3 separate regions of the Sus scrofa genome follow, and regions 2 and 3 are each linked to region 1. Evidence: chromatin contacts called from public Hi-C and HiChIP or PLAC-seq data. All regions are on one chromosome and are shown on one strand. Each heading gives the region's core, a stretch centred on a gene start, on an enhancer-like site or on the middle of the called end of the contact. The rest is flanking DNA. Distances are from core to core; before and after follow the strand shown. Region 1 has its middle 68 kb from the start of FGF18. Region 2 overlaps FBXW11 (F-box/WD repeat-containing protein 11). Region 3 has its middle 42 kb from the start of SMIM23.

What was found. A called contact is a pair of places that touch in the nucleus more often than the background predicts. HiChIP or PLAC-seq counts read pairs in DNA pulled down with a chosen protein or histone mark.
Region 2: a Hi-C map of embryonic fibroblasts shows a contact between it and region 1, with 1.8 times the contacts expected there. The contact joins two enhancer-like sites. A contact is called at or near these places in 2 of 47 Hi-C or Micro-C datasets (embryonic fibroblasts and epiblast stem cells) and 1 of 2 datasets of contacts at active chromatin or transcription factors (alveolar macrophages).
Region 3: a contact with region 1 is called in an H3K27ac HiChIP or PLAC-seq map of alveolar macrophages. The contact joins two enhancer-like sites. A contact is called at or near these places in 2 of 2 datasets of contacts at active chromatin or transcription factors (alveolar macrophages and skeletal muscle).

The regions. Positions count from the first base shown.
Region 1 is chr16:52,690,964-52,693,910 of Sscrofa11.1, reverse strand. No RefSeq gene overlaps it. Among named protein-coding and RNA genes, the nearest start is that of FGF18, 68 kb to the left of the region's middle. Within about 2 kb of position 1,435, at least 28 of the 83 cell types and tissues checked have an H3K27ac peak or open chromatin away from gene starts, as enhancers often do. A contact at or near this core is called in alveolar macrophages and embryonic fibroblasts, where this site is marked.
Region 2 is chr16:52,319,001-52,321,947 of Sscrofa11.1, reverse strand. It overlaps FBXW11 (F-box/WD repeat-containing protein 11), which reads right to left. Exons shown (of 14, transcript XM_021077115.1): 8 at 2,473-2,591; 9 at 570-819. Among named protein-coding and RNA genes, the nearest start is that of SMIM23, 92 kb to the left of the region's middle. Within about 2 kb of position 1,552, at least 9 of the 83 cell types and tissues checked have an H3K27ac peak or open chromatin away from gene starts, as enhancers often do. A contact at or near this core is called in alveolar macrophages and embryonic fibroblasts, where this site is marked.
Region 3 is chr16:52,369,434-52,372,380 of Sscrofa11.1, reverse strand. No RefSeq gene overlaps it. Among named protein-coding and RNA genes, the nearest start is that of SMIM23, 42 kb to the left of the region's middle. Within about 2 kb of position 1,475, at least 3 of the 83 cell types and tissues checked have an H3K27ac peak or open chromatin away from gene starts, as enhancers often do. A contact at or near this core is called in alveolar macrophages, where this site is marked.

The sequences.
Region 1 (2,947 bases), core at 186-2,685:
TAACACAGGTTACACAGGTTCCGAGCTGCATTTGTGACCTATGCTGCAGCTTGCTGCAACGTAGGATCTTAACCCACTGAGTGAGACCAGGGATGGAACCTGCACACTCACAGAGACAATGTCGGTCCTTAACCTGCTGAGCCACAATGGGAACTCCAAGGTGGGTCCTCTTACCATTTCATTTACTTAGTGACTGATCAAATAATAATAATGAAAACTCTGAAACTTATATTACGTATGTCTCCTATTGGGAGAGACTTTGACAAAGGTGGAAAACGGGATTCTTGATCCTTCATGCAAAACCAAACCAAACAACCCAAATCCCAAACCCAAAGTCTAGCCCACGTTGTTATTTAACAAATGTGCGTGGACTGAATGAATAAGTGGGGGAGTGAGACATTACAGGAGACCCACCGGAGAGCCACCAAGAGTGATAGACGACAATGCATGGTAGGACCCAATAAATGTTGGCTGAATGCTTGAATACAGGACTGGAAAAGGACTGCGTGTAATTAGGATCCAAGGCAGAAGATGTGAGAAATGGACTTCAGGACAGTGGGACCTGGGTGCTTCACTTCCTTTGCCCTGTCCCAACCTCCCACGTGGTCATCAGAGCTTTAAAATCAGTTTCTGAATGGGTCCCCTGCAGGTGGCCCCAAGGTCCAGGAGTGCTCACATTTACATTCAGAGGCTCCAGGACTGTCAGGTGAACACACACAGACCTTGAGTCACAAGCACATAGTCCCACACGTGGGTGGTTGTGTTTATTATCCTGTGTACACCCCCATGACGACTCCCACACGGCTTTGAGGATCTGGCGGAATTCCTGAAAAAGGAATTCACTCCCTACTCCCTTTTGTTGCGGTTGATGGTTTGATGGCTCAATCGCCCACCACTTTTACTAGGCACCTGCTGTGGGCCCAGCACTGTGCTGAGCCGGTGGGGGTGGGGTGGCAGCGTGTCCTTGAGGGACAGGAGAGAGCGTCCCCAACTTAGGAATCAGGAAGACTCAGGTTAAGGGCGGGCGGGAACCCAGGGCGGTGCTGGTGGGCCCGTTTGGGAGAGCTCGTCAGAAAAGCTACGCAGAGCTGGCTCCAGTTCAGACATCTTCCAGGAACACAGCAAACAACCACATTTTACTAATTATAGCAAAGGAAAACACGCTGCGATTACAGCTAAATTACATTAAGACATAACTGGCAGGCTCGGCCAGGGCTCTATCTCTCTGGCTCAGCTTTCAGCCAGGCTGGGCGGGGACACAGGCAGGCAGGCGGGCAGGCCAGCGAGGCCTTGGCCGGGGAGGGCCCCTTAGCCCCGTTCTCTGTGGGGTCATGACCCTGGCATGACTTTGGGGAGTCTCAGGGCCAGTCCCTGTTTGTATGACCAACAACTTCTCCTCCCCAAAAGGGGCTTCCCCAGGCCCCCCGGGCTGGAACCACATGCTGAGAGGGCCGCTGAGTCATTCTGTCCCTCTCGGAGCAGAGGGTCAGAGAACATCAGGGCTGCAAGGCAGCCCGGGGCCAGAGCTTTCGTACGTAGGAGGTAACTTGAGTGGGTTGTTTTTGCAAAACTTCTCTCCTGCTTGCAGCCACCGACTCTGTCTTTTTCTTCCAGGCCCGTGGTCTGCACCTGCCCCAAAGGGCCTAGCACCTGTTTGGGGAATGGGGGTTTGGATCCGCTGCCCCCATTCTCCCTGTAATTCTTCTCAGAGGACCAACATCTGATTCGTGCCTCACTGGTAGGAAGGAGGGAAAGAAGGAAAGACGAGGAAGGAAGGAGGGAGGGAAGGAGGCAGGGAGGAAGAGGAGGGAAGAGGCAGGCTGGAATCAGCGGAGGACAGACTTACCTGGGTGCTCTCCAAAAGCCAGGCATTTTCCAAATAGTATCTTCTTGACTCTTCACAACAGCCTTGAGGATAGGAATCCAGCCTATGCTTCCATGGGTTCTAGAGCTGCACATTCTGTAGGTGTTCACTAATCATTTCATGATTTCTTTCTTTTTTTTCTCTTTAGGGCCACACCTGCAGCATGTGGAAGTTCCCAGGCTAGGGGTCGAATTGGAGCTGGAGCTGTGAGCCTACACCACAGCCACAGCAATTCAGGATCTGAGCCATGTCCGTGACCTACACCGCAGCTCGTGGCCACGCTGGATCCTTAACCCACTGAGAGAGGCCAAGGATGGAACCCACGTCCTCATTGATACTAGTTGGGTTTGTTAGTTCTGAGCCAAAGTGGGAACTCCCTCATTAATTTCTTGAAGTGAGGCCAGACTGCTAGGTCATACTGCTATTTGTAGGAGGGGCTACTGGAGCTTGGCTGGGACAGTGACAATCATGATGGGGCTGGGATTCAAATTCAGCAGTTTGGCTCCAAAGCCCCCTCACCCATTCCCATACCCAGGCTGCTCACCTTTGGGTGCTAATGAGAGTGGCCACTCTGGTGATCACCGAGCCCTCAGGTATGATGGGAGCTTGGCATCCAGCCTCAACTTTGTTGAGCTTGGGGCTGAACCAAGGGTATGCTTTTATTCTGCCAGACACTATGCTTTAAAATGCATGATCTCAGAGTTCCTGTCGTGGCTCAGCGGAACCGAATTTGACTAGTATCCATGAGGACGCAGGTTCGATCCCTGGCCTCCGTCAGTGGGTTAAGGATCTGGTGTTGCCGTGAGTGGAGGTGTAGGTTGCAGACGTGGCTTGGATCTGATGTGACTGTGGCTGTGGTGTAGGCCAGTGGATACAGCTCTGATTTGACCCCTAGCCTGGGAACATCCGTATGCCATAGGTGCAGCCCTAAGAAGACAATAAATAAATAATAATAATAATCCATGATCTCATTTCATTGTCGCACCATATTGGGGACAGGGCAGCCCTTAAAATTGTCATTTTTTAGATGAGGACCCTGGAGCTCAGAGAAGGAAAGTGACTTGCCTGAGCTCACACAGCCAC
Region 2 (2,947 bases), core at 303-2,802, 370 kb after region 1:
TTTTTAAGGTTAAGATTGGTATTGGAAGCAGCACTGGATTTACTGGATCACCCCAGACTACAACTGCTTGTCACATGCCTGCCTGACACCACGTGTTGAGCTGCTCGAAGGCAGGGACAGGTATTGTCCATCACCGTAGCTCCAGTATCCAGCCCAGGGTCAAAATCAGGTGAGCAAATCAAATTTCAACTCTGCTACTAACTAGCTTTGTGGTCTCCAGCACAGTTCTTCATTCTCTGAGCACATCTGTAAATGTGGCTCAACAGAGTGCTGGGAGGATGGCGAGGCAGGAATGGGAAGCTTCTGGCACAGGGCACGTGTCCCATAGGTTATCAACAATGTCCTTTCATAAAACAGAGGACTGCTCTCTGTCCTGGCCTCGTGACCCTTTCTTCCTACCTTGCCTGTGACTCTAGAAGCGTAAGGAATGAGCATGCCTTGAGGTCTCATAAGCACAAATGGAGGAGGATCAAGGTATTGCCAGATGCGAGGTTGGCCTAGCCACCTCTGCTTTCTCTATATTCTAAAAGGGTGGGAACAAGCAGAGTTATGGCTGCAGACACACTTACTTTGATGGTCCTGTCACCAGAGGCAGATACTATGTACTTATCGTCAAAGTCTACTACGTTGACAGCAGCACGGTGGCCAACCAGGACACGGCGTAAAGTGATATCAGTGGCAGAAGCCATGTCCCACACTGCGATGGAGCGGTCCTTAGAACAGGTCACCATCAGTCCATTGCTGAAGCGTAAGTGCAGTACAGCCTCGTTGTGGTGGATCAACGTGTTCAGAACTTCGCCCGTGTTCACATCCCAGACTCTGGAGGAGAAGAGCAGAGCACAATGCTTAATTATCTAGACAACCAGGAAAAGATTCCTGAGTCTGTGCTCTGGGCCCACTCTTAGTAGTAGGCTGGCGAGGTGTAAATGTCACACATACTTGGTGATTGGGACCTGACACCATGCTTACAAGGAGCCCCAGAAGCAATTTCTCTATTGGCAAAGAAATGTTGAGATGGTTTCAAAACGGAAGGCCTGTTCTGGCTCTGCCGGGTTTAGGTTTTAATAGCCAGGTGTTCAGCAAAACGTGTTTGTTCACAGGCTTGTGCTGATGGCAAAAAATAATTCAGGTGAGTGGGCTCTGCAGTGACTTTGAGATGATAGAGAAGAAGGCTTGATGGCTGGGCTCCAAGCTTAAGGTTCTTTTTGACCTCGGACCGGCTTTTGCGTCGATTATTCATCCACGGCCGCCGGGAGACGACAAGTCATGATGTCTCAGCAATCGCCACACCCATCTGCTGCCCGATGCTTTATGGACAAAGCCAGTGACCTCAACTGCAGGGTTCTTAGGGGCATCTCTTTCACGTCATCACCTTTTTGTAGCCCCATCTCCTAAGGGAACACGTCTGTCCAGAGCAGAGGAGGAAAGACTCAGGCTTCTAAGGCCAAGACCTGATCTTTGGCGGCGGCAGCAGCCTGGAAGCACTGAGTCAGGGAAAGGATACCAGGCATGCTGGTGACTATTTCAATCTCTTAGGTGTGCCTCTCAAACAACCCTCTTCAAGTCTCTGACTCACACCCTAGAGGAGGCATTTCCTTTCCCTCCACATGACATGCCTTCCTCCAGCTACCAGCAGTCCAGCTGAGGCTTTGCTGTGTTCTGATGAACTCACTACTACACCCAAATCCGATGCCATCTGCTGTGGAAAAACGTCCCTGTCCCGGTGGTTTGGGAGGGGATCTCAACAACGTTTTTCCTGACCAGCAGTCACTGCTTCCCTCCTACTACAGACCATTGTCACCACCACCTTCACCGCTCGGCCCCCGGGGCGGCAGCTGAAAACTAATGCCTCCCTTACTGGAAAAGCTATGCAATATCAAGATAATCTTGAATGACATAAATTCGAGGTTCAAAATTAGCTAACTATGTGAGCAAATTACTTAGCCTCTCTGGTCTCAGTTTCCCAATGCTACCTCTATAAAAAGAAGATATGATTTCCCTACTTAGAAAGACTGATGTGAGAGTTCCACAAGGGAACCTTATACCAAACATCTGGCACATTACCTATGGCCCTCAAAGGGCTCTGCGATTGCCTCCAATTCTTTCAGCATTTGTCTGTTACCGCCCACCATACTCAGAACACCTGCCGCCTTCCTCTCCCCTCTGGAGCGTGATCTCCCAGGAGAAAGCCAGCCTAATACTAATACTAATAAAAAAAAGATTAAAAGTAAAATGCTAATACTAGGTAATGTTCTTTTTTACAGGAAAGCATGTTGCCATCTCTATACTGTATGGCAACAGGAGCAGGACCTAGGTAATAAAACTCCGCTTTCCTGCCTACTCTGCTCAAATGCGCCTACACCAAAAGCAGTTCTGAAACACAAAGTATGTGTCTACTTTATCTCAGAAGGTGTGAATCTGTCTCCTCCTGGAAGGCACCCAAGTTTAGATCAGTGAAGCCAAGTCACTCACCTCACTGTAGAGTCTGAAGAGCCAGTCACAATGACACGTTCATCATACTGGAGACAAAGGACAGAGCCAGTGTGTCCTGTTAACACTTTCAAACATTCCAAGCTGGTTTTATCCCAAATCTGTTGAGACAAGATCAACCACAAACAGTGGTTTAATATCTCATATTCTGATATATATTTCTGTCTTACCTTATATTCCGAATCACAAACGAAGCAAACCCCTGTTATAGTAAATAAGAGCAATAAACATCAAATGGGAGGTCAGTGAAAAGGGGGGAAGAGGCAACACTGAATAACTTCCAGAAGAGAGGCCCATTTTGGTTTACTTTGTCCCTGTAACTACTGCGCCCACTACACTGAACAGCCTTATAAAGAGAATGTTTTATATAAACTCTGACAAGAGTTGGCTCACCAGCTGGAAACAATGTGACCGTATCTATTAGGAGCCTTTAAAATGCACACCCCTTAACCCATTA
Region 3 (2,947 bases), core at 226-2,725, 320 kb after region 1:
TCTTCCCTCCCTGATTAATTCTATCTAGAAGCCATTAAGTATGGCTGAACAAGGTTGGCGCCTGCAGGAGGAGAAGGTAGGGAGTTCCAGAGCCTGAGTGAGGTGAGAGGTGTATCTACCCAGGGTGGTGGCAGTGGCAGGAGTGGCCCAGACCAGCATGTCGAAGCTTGAGCATCCATGCAAAAGGATGTCTCAACAAACAGGTGAGAAAGGGAGGTGGCAGTGGTGGCAGCTTGGTGTAGGGTTCAGAGGCTGGATGACAAAGGAGAGTGTCTTCATGAGCAGTGGTAGCTGCTGAGTCATCATGGGGTGTTGGAGCCTGACCAGAGTTGGGGGAGAAGTGAGATATACCCCAGCACACCACATTAGAGCTCAAGTGATCAGGAGTTCACCCATGTGACTGAAGAGTGGGTAATTAGTGATGAGATTGCAGCAATAGGAAGCAAATAATGATGACTGATGAGATTGCAGGATTAGGAAGCAAACAAGTAAATATAGTTTCATTTTGTCATTACTAGACAAGAGTGTTATAAAAATGGAAAGACAAAATTAGAATCAATGTGTGGTATTGAATCGGAGATATCAATGTGAATTTATGGAAAAAGAAATATAGATGAATAGATGAAAGGTATCTATTATGATAACTAAATATAGATATCATATAGATAGATAAATAGCATAAAATGTTTGTGTGTGTGTGTGTGTGTGTGTGTGTGTGTGTGTACATATAGTCCCAATACTGTCTTCTAGGACCATCTAGGAGCAAAAATAGCTCAAGGCAATGAGCACACCTGGCAAGCAGATCTTGGTTTCTAAATACCGCTTTCCATTAAAAGGAACCAGAACTCTGTGGCAAAATGGCTGTTGGAAGAGGTAATTTGCTATAGGCTCAGCATCCCTGGATATTGGTATGTGGTGTGGTAAGAACGGAAGGATCAGACCACTCTTTTCCAGGCCTGTCTTAGAGCTGTGTTGGCAGTAAGCAATTTGCAGAATGAGTAATTCTCCCTCCAGGATTAAGAGAAGACTTCCTTAGTACTTGCTATAAAAGCAGTGGATTCTTGGAGTTCCTGTCATGGTGCAGTGGAAACAAACCCGACTAAGAACCATGAAGTTGCAGGTTTGATGCCTGGCTTCACTCAGTGGGTTAAGGATCCGGCGTTGCAGTGAGCTGTGGTGTAGGTCACAGGCACGGCTTGGATCTGGCGTTGCTGTGGTTCTGGCATAGGCTGGCAGCTACAGCACAGCTCCAATGAGACCTGTAGCCTGGGAACCTCCATATACTGCGGGTGTGGCCCTCAAAAGGACAAAAGACAAAAAAAAAAAAAAAAAAAAAAAAAAAAGTAGTGGATTCTCCAAGCTCAGTGTTCTTCAGCTATAATGCAAACGCACTGCCATGTATCCATCTGTGCCATTTCACATAGCTTCAACTGGACTTGGGGGCAGAAAAACTGAATCAATTATGCTGATGTTCATCTTACTTCCTGTGCCATGAGTAATAAAGTCCTTTGTCTCTGACTCAGGAGTCTCATGTACTCTGCCAGCATCCATAAAAGAGTAACAGGCTCTTATTAGCTTGAAAGTAAGGTAAAATCAAATCCCAGACCCAATGATTACTGATTCCAAGACTGGGCCAGGAAAAGTATGAGACATGCCTGGAATATCTTTTACCAGAGCAAATGAGGAAATGTCAAGGAAAGAGGGTGACACATCAAAAGGATACAAAATGCAGCTTGAAGGCACTCTCACTGGCCAAACCCAGGACAATCTGAACATCAAAATAATGATAGTAACAGATTAGAACCTATTGAACAAGATGACTTCATACTGATTAAAGTAAACAAATGGGCAAAGACGCACAGAAGTTTTAACAGGCCTAGGCAAAATGTTCCACTCTACATGTAGGATGGAAGACATGAACTCTTTTTGGTTAGTTAGTTTTTAAGAAACTATTTCCCATTTCCTAATATTTATTTGTGGTCCCCACCCCCCTCCTCAGGCCATGAGTTCTGGATGAGACTCTTTGTTTCAGATGTGGAGCACAGGGTGCATTCCTGGTCCATCAAAGCAGGCCATGATTTTGGCCATTGGAACTAATTCAGAGATGGGCACGTGATCTGCCCTGTCTGGTCAAAGTCAATCTCAAAAGTTTTGTGAGAAAAAAACAAACACCCTCTACTTTTTCCCATTGGGTTTGAATTTGAAAGGGCGTGAGTATGCAGATGCTCAGCCATCTTGTCACCATAAAGGCAAAGCCTGGAACTCTTGGGGAACCATGCTGAGCCTGTGAATGTGAATGAACCCCGTCATGCTGTCTGGATGCCCAGTGATTTATGAACATCTTTGATATGTATGTGTGTTTTTTCTACACCACCAAGCAATTAACTCAGTTCAATTCAGGCCCTATCTACCTGGTGAGAGCCAAAGATATCACAAGCGAAGGGCTTAGTCCTACAAAACTGCCCCACTTTGGGTGCCATTCTCAAATCCAGATTGTCACCTGTGCTTCTGATAAACTGGCTAGAGAGCAGAGGGTCCCACAACTCCCTCCTCAGATTCCACTGATTGGCTAGAGTGGCTGATGGAACTCATAGAAACATTTACTAGCATTGAGCAGTTTATTACAAAAGGATGTAACTCAGGATTACTGATCAATGATTACTGATCAGTGTAATCAGCAAGTGTAGGAGTCAGATGAAAGAGAAGTGTAGGACAAGGTGTGTATGTGGGAAGGGCGCCGTGCTTGCACACCCTCCAGCACCGTTCTCCCAGCACCTCCGTGAGTTCAGGGTTCACCCATCTGGAAGCTCTGCATACCCATCCTTTAGGGTTTTTAGGGAGGCTTCATTACATAGGTATTTGATTAAATTAGATAGTTGGATTAAATCATTGGTATTTGGTTACCGAACTAGATCTTCTGGCCCTCTGTCTTCCTTGGAGGTCAGCG